2 separate regions of the Mus musculus genome follow, and region 1 is linked to region 2. A link is a contact called in public promoter capture Hi-C data. All regions are on one chromosome and are shown on one strand. The core of a region is the stretch at or near the end of the contact, and the rest is flanking DNA. Distances in the headings are between cores, read along the strand shown. Region 1 holds the start of Magt1 (magnesium transporter 1). Region 2 holds the start of Pbdc1 (polysaccharide biosynthesis domain containing 1).

Evidence for each region. Promoter capture Hi-C pulls out the DNA fragments that hold promoters and counts their contacts.
Region 1: a contact with region 2 is called in a promoter capture Hi-C map of neural stem cells. The contact joins the promoter of Magt1 here to the promoter of Pbdc1 in region 2. A contact is called at or near these places in 18 of 39 promoter capture datasets (the 3T3-L1 cell line, 3T3-L1-derived adipocytes, the C10 cell line and 10 more), 15 of 484 Hi-C or Micro-C datasets (B cells, the C10 cell line, CD4 T cells and 11 more), 16 of 115 datasets of contacts at active chromatin or transcription factors (the 230-238 cell line, the NIH/3T3 cell line, astrocytes and 9 more) and 4 of 9 other capture datasets (adipose tissue, liver, macrophages and 1 more).

The regions. Positions count from the first base shown.
Region 1 is chrX:106,009,605-106,013,909 of GRCm38.p6, reverse strand. It overlaps Magt1 (magnesium transporter 1), which reads left to right and starts at 2,108. Exons shown (of 10, transcript NM_001190409.2): 1 at 2,108-2,248. The coding sequence starts at 2,147.
Region 2 is chrX:105,078,505-105,083,104 of GRCm38.p6, reverse strand. It overlaps Pbdc1 (polysaccharide biosynthesis domain containing 1), which reads right to left and starts at 3,349. Exons shown (of 6, transcript NM_026312.5): 1 at 3,262-3,349; 2 at 3,086-3,151; 3 at 1,675-1,734; 4 at 1,027-1,167; 5 at 300-411; 6 at 1-89. The coding sequence starts at 3,291.

The DNA.
Region 1 (4,305 bases), core at 859-3,358, 930 kb before region 2:
TATCCTACTTTCTCCTCTCCTTTGAAACAGGGACTCGCCATGTAACCTATGTGGGCCTCAAAGTTGGGATTTTCCCACTCTAGTCTCCCAAGTGCAGGGATTACAGGAGTATGCCACCACATGTGGCTATTGCTTTCTCTGTGTGTCTCTCTCTGTCTGTCTCTCTTCTGCTCTCTTCTCATCTGTCTTTTTGTTTATTTTGTTTTGTTTTGTCTTGTTTTGCTTTGTTTTGTTTGAGACAGGGTCTCTTGTAGCTCAAGGAGGAACTCCCTATGCAGCCTAGACTGGCATTAATCCCTGATATCCTCCTGCCTCTATCTCCTGAATACTGAGATTACAGGTATGCACCGCCAGGCTCATTTTATTTCATATCTCTTTATGTGGAGACCAATTACTTTCCTTTCTTTTTTTTTAAAGATTTATTTATTACTTATACAGCATTCTGCCTGCATTATTCCTGCAGGCCAGAAGAGGGCACCAGATCTCATTATAGAAGGCTATAAGCCACCATGTGGTGGCCAGAAATTGAACTCAGGATCTTTTGGGCCTGCTCTCAACCACTGAGCCATTTTTCCAGCCCGTCCCTCTTTTAAAGCAGTTACTTTCCTTTCAACAATCATCTCCTTAACTCTCCAAATAGTGGAATTATTATAATTCTGTGGGGTTTTTGCTTTCTAGCAGGACCTAAAAGAATAATCACATAGTATGTTCCACACATTCAAAATAAATGCACCTTGGGCTTTGGATGTAGTTGTGATAAAATGCTTGCCCAGCTTGTGTGGGGTCCTTTACTCAATCCTTTACTGTGCCCTGTGCTGCAAAATAAATAAATAAATAAATCCAAATTATAATGTGTGTGTGTGTGTGCACGCGCTTGTGTGTATACTGAGGAAATATTGAGGATTAAACCTATGTGTTTACAAATAACAGTTAAATGTCCTATCAACTGATCTATATTTCCCCAATGTCTTAGGGTTACTGTTGCCATGTTATAACACCCTGACCAAAGCAACTTCATCAGGAGTTGCAGTCATAGGAACAGTACTTAAGCCATCTTCAAGAATAGTATGTGCTTGAAAAAAAGATTGGTGTGGGGGGGTGGCAGCGTGAATGTACATGCAATGGGTGTGTGCCTGGTCTCTGTAAAGATCAGAAGAGTGCATCAGATCTCCTGGGACTACTAGGCTGTTACCCACCATGCCGGTCCCGGGAGGGTCTTCTCCCAAAAACAGTTAAATGTTCTCAACCCTTGAGACATTTCTCCAGCACCTGTCCCAGAGTATTATACTAAAGGAGCAAATTTCAACAAAACAAAACAAAACCACTTTTGATGTAAGATATTTGGATGTTTTGGGTGTTGTCAGCGCTGAGGTTTGGGCTGAGAAATTAATTTTGCTTACCAGAGGGTATAATGCAAGCTTCTGCTTTAGACCACGTAGTTCCCTTGGACTTGGCTAGAATGGAACTCTGAAGGTTCCTTGAATTGTTGAATTCCTAATCGTCCTGCCTCCACTTCCACCTCCCAAACCTGGGAGTTTGGCTGGGAGAAATCACGAGGGCTCCTTTATGTTTGAGACAATCTTACATTAATCAGGTGGCCTGGGATCCGGACAATGGAGCCAAAGATGACCTTGAACAATTGATGCTCTTGCTTTCACATTCAAAATGCGTGGATTAGAGGCTTTTGTTACTTAGGCCAGCTCAAAATCAAACAGTTCTAAAGGAAGGAACGCTTTCTAGATGATGATTCCATTTTTAAACGTACAAGCCATTTTGTGCCTCAAAAAAAAAAAAAACCAACAAAAAAAAACCTCAGCGCCATTTCAAACCTGCGCATGTGTACTAAAAGTTCGCTGAGCGCGATGTCTTTACACGTAGGAAAAGGGTGCAGCCTTTTCAGCGGACCAATAAGAAACCTCCAGATTATCCTTTTCCGATTGGCTCCCGGGAACCAATCGGAAAAGAACTTTTTTTTTTTTTTTAAAAGCGGGCGTCTGCTGAGCGTGAGGTCACGTGAGGGGTCGAGCGGCAGGGCTGAGCCGAGCCAATGGGGAGCGGCAAGGGCTCGGTTCGCCCGTTCTCACGCCCCACCCTCGGACCGTGCTGGAAGAAAGTTTCGCCCCGCCGCCAAGAGAGAAGCGTGAACATGGCCTCGCCAAGGTGGTTCTGGTCTGTGTGTGCGATCGCAGCGGTGGCACTGCTGCTCGTTTCCAAGGTTCCTTCGGCCTCTGCCCAAAGAAAGAAGGAGGTGAGGCGGCGCCTGCCAGCGGCAGGGACTTTCTCGACTTGGGGCTAGAAAGGGTCCGCTCGCCCCTTCCCAGGGATCTGTGCTGGGCGTGACTTGGAGTCCGCGGTTGGGAGGAAGTTGGCTTCACAAAAGCGGGAGCTGCAACTTCTTGTATTGTAGGGTTTCACATTCAAAAGCAGGCTGGAGTAGGTGACCACCTCGCTTCCAGCAGCTGGGGAACGTGCAGCTACAAGTAGTGACACTCCTGGAGTTTGGACCGCTTTGGGTGTTGGGCTGAGGAGCTCGTTTTGCTACCCAGAGGATATAATAATGCAAGCTTCTGCTGCCGACCATATGTAGCTCTCTCGGACATGTGTCTGTCATGTCAACCCAGGAGTGGAAAAATTAGATGAGTGAGATGATGCCAGTTTCATGCCCGTGTTCAAGCGTTCAGAATGTGTAAAACGTCTGTATTTGGTGACGGACACCAATCACGAAAGAGCAAACTAAGCCCCCCCCCCCCAATTTATGGAACAGGCAGTCTTTGAGATGTAGAAAACATACAATATTCGTATTCCTTTCTGTTTATTTTTTTGTTCTGTTTCATTTGAAGCATTCTCCCCCCTATAGCCCATTCTGGCCTTGACCTCATGACAATCCTTTGCCTTTCAAGTGCTGAGGTTACAGGTGTGAGCTGGGACGGCCCAGCTTTTTTTTTTTTTTTTTTTTTTTTTTTAGCTTGATGTTTAGCAGTCTGAACATATGGATTTTAGCCCCGTGTTTCTGAACATTTGTGACTTAGAACCATATACTCATAGAGCTTTAAAAAACTGGTGATAATTATTTATACCCTCTAATTTTATAAGGAAGAGCAGCCCTAGTTTTACACAGTTAATTACTGTATTTAAAGTAGACTAAAGCCATTAACTCTAATGCCATTTCCAGTGCATTCTTTAGTACACAAAACCTATAAGGACATTTTTGAAATACCAGTTAAACATTGCAGCTATTAAGTTATATAAATAAACTAATTTCTGTATCTATCTGAGTATTTGAATTATTTCATAAGATTAAAAACTAAGCAAAGCCTCATATGGTGGGCATGCCTGTATTCAGAACACTGTAGTGAAAGAGGTTCAGGAATTCAAGGTCATCCTTGGCCAATAAGTGAATTAGAGCTAGCCTGGGCTACACGAGACCCTATTTGAAAACAATAACACTGAAGAGCTAGCAAAGGAAAACATTATATTAGGGAAGTTGGCAAAGAGGAAAATAAAAATGTACAAATATTAAAGATATAATCCAGTGAGCAGCCTTTTGGCTGGGTGAAGAAATTGATAGAGCCTTTCTGTTTTGGAGTGTTTGCTGCATGCGTGTGTGCTCACTGCCGTCATGGAGGGCCAAAGAAGGTGTAGAATCCCCTAGAACTGTAGTTTGAGGACAGTTGTGATCTGCCAATTGAGAACTAGGAACCAATCCTGGACTTTGTGCAAAGAAGAAAAAGAAGCTCTTGGCATGAGCTTTCTGGTGCCTGCTGTGGCTTTTGGGGAGAATCCCAAGCCATTCTTTGTAGACAGCAATATGCAGAGCAATACATTGGTTTTTCTACCCTTAAAGTCCTGTTTTTAAGCCATATTTGTAAGTGTATGTATATGTATAGGAAAAATTCAAAACTCTAACAGACACATAACAGTCCCTTAAGAGCTGCTATCTCTAGGCTTTTAGTAATGTTGGTAAGGGAAATGCTTTCATATTTTGCCCTATATATTCATGTTGTCTAAATGTGTACAGTCATGACTTACTTTTTACACTTGAAACAAGTTTTTGTACATATTCCAGGCTGACCTTGAACTCCTTCGGGGTGACAGGATCACAGGGCAAAGTTTTGCTTGTCTTTTGAGTTTGTCCTCCTGCCTCATAGTCTAGAATTACAGGTGTCTGTCTGCCACACTATTCCAGGACACTTTTAAGTCTCTCTGTTTTGTTTTTTGTCATCCTTTTTAAAGCTTTGCTTTTATTTTTAAGTAATTGAAACAATATTTTCGATATATTGTTTACCTGAATGAATAGATGTGCAC
Region 2 (4,600 bases), core at 2,100-4,599:
TTCTTTGTCCTGAATACTGACGGAAACTGCTTTATTATAGCCTTCCCGGTTCCGAGCAATTTCAATGGCAAAAAATTGAATCCTGGGTGCTGAAAGGTAAATAGAATTGATTGTCCTAGTCTTAGATAATTATGTGTACTGACTAAAAACAAATTCTAACATGAAAGCCACTCAAATATATGTTACACTAAGGAACAGGACCTTGAAAGATATAAAAATAAGATGACCTCCGAGCTAATTATCCTTGTTAGTGAACCCAGATCCTCTTACAGAAACAATGCCCAAGGCAAGAAACTCACCAAAGATGGTGTTCTCTTCAGTGTAGCCCTGGGAACAATCCAGTCGCAGTAAAGTCCCGTAGTTATAATCTTCTACGATCCCTTCAAATTTTAAGCAGAATGGTCTCCACTTCTATAAATGCAAAAAGCGACACCTCAGCTGATGAACCTAAGAGTCTAATGTACTTGAGCCAGGAAAGAGGTTTGAGCTTCCCCAGCGAAGCTAAAAGCCAGGGTCAAAGAGACAAATCATGAGGTAACTGGCAGCTTTATAGTGAAAATCATAACACATTCTTTGCTCTAAGACTGCTGCTTCCCCTATACACAATATTATGATCAGGAAAACAAAAAGCAAAATAACAAAGTAACCAACCCCCTCAATATTTTTACTCCAAAATTAAAATGTGATTTCTAAAACAGATCTACGTTTTGCTTTTATTCCCTGTACCCTATTAACTATTTTGTCATCCAACCCTTCCAGCTAAATTTCCTGCCAAAATAAACTGACCTCTCCTCCCCTTAAAGGAGTATCTAAAGGGGTAGTTGAAGTGTTCAAGATAAGATGAGGGAAAAGAGTCTTCAATAAACACCAAAAGCACACGAGACAGAAATTAATTTCATAGCTGACTTAATTAATATAAAATCCAGGTTCCTTAATTAAGTCCCTTGAAAAAATGTGAAGCTCATACACAAACATATAATCAAAATTATGGGCCAGATGTTAGATAATGCTTAAGAGGATACTTACTTCTTTAGCTGATTCTGATTTGAGTTCTTCTGGGTCCAATACATCTACCCTGAGTGTCTCAAAAATCTCACGGAACTCAGAGTAGATTTGGTCATCTACTTTGGTGAGTTTCAGAAACTGTGGGTCAACTGATGAAATCAGCTGCCAGACAATAGAACAAACATAAAGATGCTAGTCATTAATTTAGACTTCTACCCCTCCAGTGCCACACCGTCAGAAAACCTATGGTTCTCAGGGCAGAAGATTAATTTAGACAGTAGTAACAGACCAGGTCTTGCATGAAACCATTAAAATGGTCTTAAGAGTCACAATAACAGCCCCTCTTTTTGTTTTTCCTTTTTACTACTTTGACGATTGAATGAACCCTTCAGTCCTAGTATTGCCTGGCTCTTGTTCTGTGACCATTCATTCAGGAGACATATAAGTGTCTGTTACTCTTGGGCCAGGCATCTTCCCTCCCGGTAGCAAACAAGAGGGGGCAGACAAGCAGAACTTCTCATCATCAAATTCATTTCTACCCTTGTTCCCTGGGTTCGGTAGTTAAAACAACACGGAAAACTTAACAATTTACGTTGCTGAGAACCGTGATTAGCATAGCATCATACACTAAAATTACATACTGATTTCAGCTTAATGATGACAACTCACTTTATAATAGACTTCAGCATGCTGCATTGCTCGAATGGCCCAAGCCATTTCAATATCAGGCTGTAAAAGAGAAAGAACATCAGTTCAGAAATCTCAGTCCTGCAAAGGATAAGAAATTAAGACATCTTGCTAAATCTCAAGAAGTCTACAGAAAATGTTGCTGTCAGGGATAAAAACTGAATAAGTGGATTTGGCGATATAAATCTTTCGTCCCAACGGTGACCAAAAGAAACTGTCAATACAGAATAACAAAAACAATGAACTGCTGGGCAGTGGTGGCGCACACCTTTAATCCCAGCACTTGGGAGGCAGAGGCAGGCAGATTTCTGAGTTCGAGGCCAGCCTGATCTACAGAGTGAGTTCCAGGAGAGCCAGGGCTACACGGAGAAACCCTGTCTTGAATAAACCAAAAACAAACAAAAAAAAACCCAATGAACTACTGGACATCTTTTTCTCCAGCATCAAGTGATAACTATTATACTAAATGAAATAAAAATACAATTTATCATTACATATGTAATATATATTGTATTATATAAAAAATTAAACGTAACTTACATTAATATACCCACTTACATACATCAGAGTTGTTGGGAGGACAAAAATACATGTGAAACTATTTTTCACTTTCCTGAGTGTAGCAATGCTATAGTCATCATTTGTCTTTATCAGATAGCCAATTTTCCATTCTGTAAAACTCCAGAACAAATGATGTAGCTAAATTATATATAAGCATATCTGAACAAGTACCCACTGGACTTTCCTTTTTCATCCTGCCTGCTGTCCCCTTCATGATGCCAGAAAAATCCATCTACACATGCACCTCCCACCTTAGACCAAGACATTTTCCTACCTTTGAATCTATATTTTCTGTCCACTTATACTTTGAGGATCCAGTTCCAGTGACATTTCCCAGATGTAATCTACTGCCTCCATCCTTAAAAATCTCTCCTGCTAAGCCCTTTCCATCCTATTGCTTGAACCACTCATCTAGTACACATTACATCCTGACTGCTATCTCTGTCGTCTTTTTCTTCCCTTATCTCCCGACATTTGTACAGAGGTCCAAATGACACACACCACAAACCGGTGCCACTTTACCGCGCAGTGCAATCATTCATTTTAAAGGTTCTCTAAAAACTACTATGTTTTAGCTCTTCTTCCCCCAGACATTATGACTTGATCTGCTGTGGGCTGTAATCTGGTTGTGCCTCTGGTGCTGTGGCTTCCCAGGTGGTTTCTAAATCATAGAAAGTTAGCGACTCACTTTCACGTGGTCTAAAGTACTACAATTACACTGACTTGAAGGTACTATTTTCGGCTGAGGTGGGAAAGTCTGAAGATATCAAACAGTAAAGGAGCTTATAATTTAAAGCTGGGTGGGCGGGAAGTTGAGGTGAGTCATACTCACGTCGTTGCCATATGACTCCGGAGGGTGAGAGAGCGCATGGGCGATGGACAACGCTTCCCCAGAGACCTGAGGAGAAAAAAAAAAGCGGAGCTGAATGAGCGATTCTTTGACTCCTTGGGCCGCTCACCACCCCATCTCCACTTAGGTATTTAACCAACTCCAGAGTAGTATCTCACCGGCTCTTCGCTTTCGCCGGCAGCATCCATGTCGCCGCTAGGTAAGTGCGGCTTTCTCGTCCCGGAAGTGACCTGTTGCGCGCGCTGCTTTCACAGTTAACTGAAAGCAATAGGGCGGAAACAGAGACCAGTTTCTCCGTCTGCGCCTGCGTGCGCCCTCCCTCTGCAGAGGAAGCGGTGGCTCCGCCTTATCCGGGCCACGCAGGCGCCAGCGAACGCGTGTTGTTACCTAGCAACACTGTTCCTCTAGCCTAGGTGATAGAATATTCAATAAATCAATGGGGAAAATAAGTTATATGAAAAAAAAAACATTTTTAAACGATGCTGTTATTAAATCCCTTGTGTGCCGTGTTTCCAGTTCACGCGCGCGCAAACACACACACACACACATACGCCCGCCTTAACCACTTACAAGCAAGGTTCTAGAAGCAGGACGGTGGAATTCTGGGATGAAGAAGAAGAATTTGCTACCTGTTTTGGAAGAACTAGCAGAGTGAGGTAACAACGAGGTGTGCTTCATTATACACTGTGGGAGCATACCTGAGCTGAGTCATGATGGGTGCTTAACCAAGCAGGTCAGAAAGACTCAAGACAGAGGGAACGTGCATGGGCAGAGGTATTAGTGAAAAGGCATTAGAATATCTTGCAAAGAACAATCTAGCTGGAACAGATTGCAGTCAAGAGCTTTGTACGGTGAATTTTAATGAGATGAGAATTAAAAAAAAAAAAAAAAAAAAACCACAAGTCAAGGGGTTTTTGTTTTTGTTTTGGATTGGCATTTGTTTGTTTGAGACTTCTCCACTCTCATTTCCACAGAAGCTGTTCGAGTTTGGAATCTCACCAAAAGTGAACAAGAATTCCCATTCCCACATCCTCACCAAAATTTCTTATCAGTTGTTTTCTTGACCTTAATCTTTCTAAATTGGGGTAACATGAACCTCAGAGTTGTTTTAATTGGCATTTCCCTAATTGCTATAGATGCTAAAGTTTTAACGATAATCCTTAGCCAATTTTTCATCTCTTTTTTGGTTTGTTTTTGTTTTTTGCGTTTTTTTGTTTTTGTTTTTTGGGGTTTTTTGTTTGTTTGTTTTTTTGTTTGTTTTGTTTTGTTTTTCTGAGAATTCTCTATTCAGATCTGGAGCTGCCCCCTCCCTCCAGCCATTTTAAACTGGATCCTTGGCTTTCTGGAATCCTTTTTTTTTTTTTTTTTTTTTCCTTCCTATATTCTGGATAGTTTATCAGATGAGTAGCTGCCAAATATTCTCTCCCACTATGGGCTTCCTCTCTATTAGCTTATTGTTCCATTTTCTGTACACAAGTATTTTAGTTTTATGAGGTC